Linked DNA regions of Sus scrofa: region 1 is linked to region 2. The links are chromatin contacts, called in public HiChIP or PLAC-seq maps. All regions are on one chromosome and are shown on one strand. Each heading gives the region's core, a stretch centred on a gene start, on an enhancer-like site or on the middle of the called end of the contact. The rest is flanking DNA. Distances are from core to core; before and after follow the strand shown.

What was found. HiChIP or PLAC-seq counts read pairs in DNA pulled down with a chosen protein or histone mark.
Region 1: an H3K27ac HiChIP or PLAC-seq map of skeletal muscle shows a contact between it and region 2. The contact joins two enhancer-like sites. A contact is called at or near these places in 5 of 47 Hi-C or Micro-C datasets (embryonic fibroblasts, fetal skeletal muscle and omental adipose tissue) and 1 of 2 datasets of contacts at active chromatin or transcription factors (skeletal muscle).

The regions. Positions count from the first base shown.
Region 1 is chr10:8,560,928-8,563,632 of Sscrofa11.1, reverse strand. The region is part of intron 8 of LOC102164422; the gene reads left to right. Among named protein-coding and RNA genes, the nearest start is that of TGFB2, 260 kb to the right of the region's middle. Within about 2 kb of position 1,287, at least 5 of the 83 cell types and tissues checked have an H3K27ac peak or open chromatin away from gene starts, as enhancers often do. A contact at or near this core is called in skeletal muscle, where this site is marked.
Region 2 is chr10:8,323,553-8,326,252 of Sscrofa11.1, reverse strand. The region is part of intron 1 of TGFB2 (transforming growth factor beta-2); the gene reads right to left. Among named protein-coding and RNA genes, the nearest start is that of TGFB2, 19 kb to the right of the region's middle. Within about 2 kb of position 1,317, at least 5 of the 83 cell types and tissues checked have an H3K27ac peak or open chromatin away from gene starts, as enhancers often do. A contact at or near this core is called in skeletal muscle, where this site is marked.

The sequences.
Region 1 (2,705 bases), core at 38-2,537, 240 kb before region 2:
TTGAGCATCTTTTCCCATTTAGAAGCCATTTTAGTTGCATTTCCCTGAAGTTTCAATTTATATATTTTGCTTCTTTTTTTTTTTTTTTTAACCTTTTAGGGCTGCACCTGCAGCCTATGGAGGTTCCCAGGCTAGGGGTGGGATGAGAGCTGTAGCCTCCAGCCTAAGGCCACAGCAACAGCAACGTTAGATCGAGCTGTGTCTGTAACCTACACCACAGCTCACAGCAACACCGGATTCTTAACCCACTGAGCAAGGCCAGGGATCACACCTGTGTCCTCATGGTACTGGTCAGATTGTTTCCACTGAGCCATGACAGAACTCCATATTTTGCAATTTTTAAACTAAATTATTGATTGTCTTCTTGATGATTTGCAGAAGCTTTTTCTATATTAAAGAAATTAGTCCTTTGAGAAATGTTTCAAACATTTTTCTATCTCTCTCTCTTTTTTTTTTTTTTTTGTCTTTTTGCCTTTTCTGGGGCCGCTCCCACTGCTTATGGAGGTTCCCAGGCTAGGGATTGAATCGGAGCTACAGCTGCCAGCCTACACCACAGCTCACAGCAACACTGGATCCTTAACCCACTGAGCAAGGCCAGGGATCGAACCTGCAACCTCATGGTTCCTAGTTGGATTCATTAACCACTGAGCCACGATGGGATCTCCTCAAACATTTAACTCTATTTTCATCTTTCCTCTGACTTTACCTATGGCATTTTTCTATTTTTTCTCCTTTTTCTTTTTTTATGTAGTCACATCTATCAATCTTTTTTTTAAAAGCTTCTGTGTTTTGTGTCACAACCACTCCATATGTGTACATCACACCATTTATCAACCAGTTGCCTTTCCTACAACTACAAGACTCAGAGAAGACGAATCTTTAAGTCAAAACTACAAAAGGCAAAGTGTGGTTCAAAGCCCAAGATACTCACAGGGGGGGGAAAATATATATATATATATGAAATTTTAAAAACTTAAAAATAAGCAGCAGTAGTTTTTCTTGTTTTGTCTGTTGATGATCCGTGGGTGCCTTCTCTAATTCCATTTTTGGCTGGATCACTGGCCAGGTCAAAAAAGAAAAAGAGGGAGAAAAGAGGGGGAAAAAAACGCAAGCAAGAAGAAAGCAAGCCTACCTTGCCCTCTGAAGGTGTGGTGTGAACAAATGAATCAGGCAGATTTGGAGAAGGGGAGGCAGCCAGGGTCTATGGCCAGGCTCCCCTCACCTAGGCAACAGTTGGTAGGCAGCCTTTGTGGCAGTGGCTAAAATCTCTTCCAGGGCTTGGCTGGGACAGTATCTGCTGAATAACTAGGCCAGTCCTAGAGCCAAGATCCACAGCTCAGCTGCCGTTGCTGCTGCTGAAGAAGGCTCAAAACTCATTTTTTGCTGAGTCAAATCTCTCTTCGGGGATTTGGAAAACAAATGAGGCTCTGAAAAGTGGAAATTCTTCTGGATCATTCTTTGGGAAACAATGCAGTGAGTCTCTTTGTTATTTATTTTTTCTTAAATAATAAATTCAGTCAAAGGTAAAGACCCCACTTTCCTGAGGGATCTGGGACCAACTTACCCTGGAAGAAATTTCTCTACTTGTCGGCAAAAACAACAGGACCGGAGAAATGCACGATTGAGGAAAAGAAGAACACAGAGAAAGAAAAGCTATATGTTTGAATATGAAAGACAGATGCAGACAGTTTTCCATGCCAGCTAGTCTGCTGTGTATAAATAGGAGGAGCTCAAGGTAAACTACCAAGAAAATGACTCATCTGGGCAAGAATAAGGAAAGAGATCAAGTGTTCCTGAGTTATTAGTGACTTGAAACTACACCCTTGTGCAGAGAAGCTTCAAAGCTGCATTCTCTAAAATGTGACCTCTGGTGAAAGCGTGACCCCAGCCATGACGCTACGTAACCAGAGCCAGGCCATCCCAGGGAACGTTAATATGTCTAGCCCGCATACATTTTTCAAGTTTTTTTTTTTTTAAAGATGAAGAAAACAACCTTAAGCCTTTCCTAAAGTGCTCTAACGAAATTATGCCTTATTTGAAAAAGTTAATTCTCCTCTCTGCCACCTCACCACTAACTCAGCAAAAATTTGATTCCTAGTATGTGGGAAGCACCGTAATAGGCTGTCAGAGGGAATTCAAAGAGGTATGAGGAAGGAACTGGGGGGAATGGGAATAACGTATACACATTATTCTGTAAAATAGATGATTACCCAGAGCCTACTGTATAGCATGGGGACATCGACTCAATAGTTTGTAATAACCCACATGGAAAAAAGAACGGATATACTTTATATGTAAGACTGATTCACTTTGCTGTACACCTGAAACCAGTACATTGTAAGTCAACTATCCTCCAATAAAACTTAAAAACAAAAGAGATATGAGGAAGGGTTCCCTTCCTCCAAATATTTATAACGTAAAAGGCATGTGTAGGACCTGACGAAGATGAAGACAAAGATGAGAAGAAGGAGGGGGAGGGAGGAGAAGAAGAGAAAAAAGAGGAGGAACTACCGTGTGTTCCAGCAATCCCACTCCTGGCACGTAACTGGAGAAAAGCATAATTCAAAAAGATGTTTATTGTAGCACCATGTCCAATAGCCAAGACGTGGAAACAACCTGCATATCCATCGACAGAGGAATGGATAAAGATGGTGAGGTACAGATCTACAGTGCAATATTACTCAGCCATAAAAAAAGAGTGAAAT
Region 2 (2,700 bases), core at 68-2,567:
GTGCTTCGACCAATCACCACCTCGGTGAATTCCGTGTTATACACCGACACAGACATGGTCAGTTACATGGCGCTCACACATCATACATTCATTTTGAAACACCCCTTCGGAGCCACAGCTGCGTGTTCTCACCCCCACGTGCAACCTGCAGACCAGCAGCCACACCCCGCCCCCGTGGGAGCATTCACCTGCTCGCACGCTCACGTGGCGGATGGTGAGCAGGGCATATGCAGGGCAGACATCTGATCTACCGGAAGATGTGTAAGCATCTGGGGACACAGCAAACGCAGGGTGAGAACTCAGCCATGCTGTGGATTCAGGGTCTCACCCTGGAGGGACCACGGGATCAGACGATGGCCCTGCTGGATCCAAATCCTTCCTGCTGAAGGACTTTGAGTAAACAGATGGGCAGAAGGGGACATCCGAGCCTCAGCCTAGTGAGGTCAGACTCACCTGCGCTGCCTCTTAAAGGCTCAGACTCTTTGGTGCCCCTCACCCACCCCCACCCCAGTGATTCTGCCTCTGCAGGTGTGAGAAAGGCTGGAAATCTGCTTTCTGTGACCCTTTGGGACATACACATGCAGGCCATCCTTTGAGAAGCCCATGGTTAAATCTGTTTTGTTTTTAGGGCCGCACCTGTGGCATATGGAGGTTTCTGGGCTGGGGTCAAATTGGAGCTGCAGCTGCAGCCTACACCACAGCCATGGCAACACCTGATCTGAGCCACATCAGCAATCTACGCTGCAGCTTCCAGTAACACTGGATCCTTAACCCACAGATGGAGGCCAGAGATGGAACCTGTATCCTCCCGGACACTAGTTGTGTTCTTAACCCTCTGAGCCAGAACGGGAACTCCCAATCTTTACATTTTAATCAAGCTCATTGAAAGCATCACACTCAGTAAATACTCACAAAACAAACAAACGAAGCTGAGGTCACCTTCGTGACTTTCAACCCATTTCCTTCAGAGACTTCTTTCCCGCTGCCCTTCTGGATTCTTACAGCTTAGATGACATCTGGACTCTCACACCCAACCTGCCCCTAACCTCCATCTGGGGGGACAGCGAACGGAAAGGAAGAGAAATGACGCTGCAGCCACGTGGGCTGCGAGGAGCAGGGACCCTTTCTTCCTCCGGGGACTTTACATCTAGCGTTGGCGCTGCCAGTCCCAGCATCAGTGTCAGGACACGCCGTGATCACTCCAGCCAGGGTGGAGACGGAGCGAGGAAAGCCAGAGGCGCCACGGGCCCCGCGCACTCGCTGCGGCCGCTCCTGACATCTCCCTGGAGTGGAGAGGCGGTTCACGCAAGGTGACAGGGACGGCCCTGGAGCTGCTTGGCACAGGCCGGCCTCCACTTAACGAGTGTTCAGAATCACACTCAGCATGGAGAAATTTCACCCTGACCCTGGATGTCTGCCCCTGGCACCCGCTCACTTACATTTTTACTCAATTACTATTTCTAAGAACAGAGACCAAAAAAAAAAAAAAAAAGAAAGAAAGAAAAGAAAAAAATTGCAGAGCCCCACTGCTCAGCAGTCTTGCCTGGAAGGTCTGGAAGGGTCGGCGGGGTTTTCTCCCAGGCGGGAAGCTGGGTGGGGCGCGAGAGCCTCCCACCGTCCGGGAAGCCGTGCACTGGCTCCTCTTCCTCACCCTCCCGGGCCCTCCTGGTTTTCCCAGGCTCGGGAGGAGCAGGGTGGGTTCCCAGTGTTTTCTCACCAAAGAAAGAGGGAAACGCACAGCCATTCAACGACCGGCAGTAACCCCAAGTGGGAAGGCGTGTCGGGGGGCCCAGAGCTGGGGGAGGCCGCCCTCCCCGCCCACCGGCTTGCGAGGATGAAAGAGGAAAGGGAAATTGATCCGCCGTGTAGGAAGATTATCCAAGAGGATGCGAAAATGCGTGGGGCGGGAATCCGAAGGGAAAGCAAAAAGAAGACCAACCAAAAGAAAAAAGAAAAAAGGTTGGGGTCCCCATGGTGGAGGGTGTGGGGACCAGGCCTGAAGTCAGACTTGGGCACTGGCCCCTCTCAGGGCTCGAGGGCCAAGGCCAAGGCCAAGGCCGTTAGCGCTCCCAGCCCACCGTCTCCTGAGAAGCGGGGTGCTGCTCCTGGCCCTGCCCCGGCGCCCAGGGGGGAAGTTTAGGATGACGAGGCTTAAGCACCAGGGCCGTGGGGGCTAGTCAACAAGGGCTCTCCTTCTCTCATCCCCTGCCCTCGTCTTTTCCAAAAGGCTGGTGAGGAAAAAAAACAAAAAACAAATCACACAATTAACTCCTTGCTTTAGACAGTGAAATACAACAGAAATGTAGAGCTGGAAACCTAACTATAATCCCTCTCACAAAAGGGAGCTTTAAAAGCACAGATTAGATGCTCCACTCTTTGTTGTTGGGTTTTTTTTTTTTTTCTTTTTTTTGGTCTGTTTGTCTTTTTTAGGGCCACACCCACAGCACATGGAGGTTCCCAGGCCAGGGGTAGAATCAGAGCTGTAGCTACTGGCCTACGCCACAGCCACAGCCACACCAGATCCGAGCCGTGTCTGCGACCTACACCACAGCTCACGGCAATGCCGGATCCTTAACCCACTGAGCGAGGCCAGGGATTGAACCCACATCCTTATGGATGCCAGTTGGGTTCACTAACCACTGAGCTATGATGGGAACGCCCAGCGTTTCACTCTTTTTATTCCCCTGGTGGCTTCTAGTC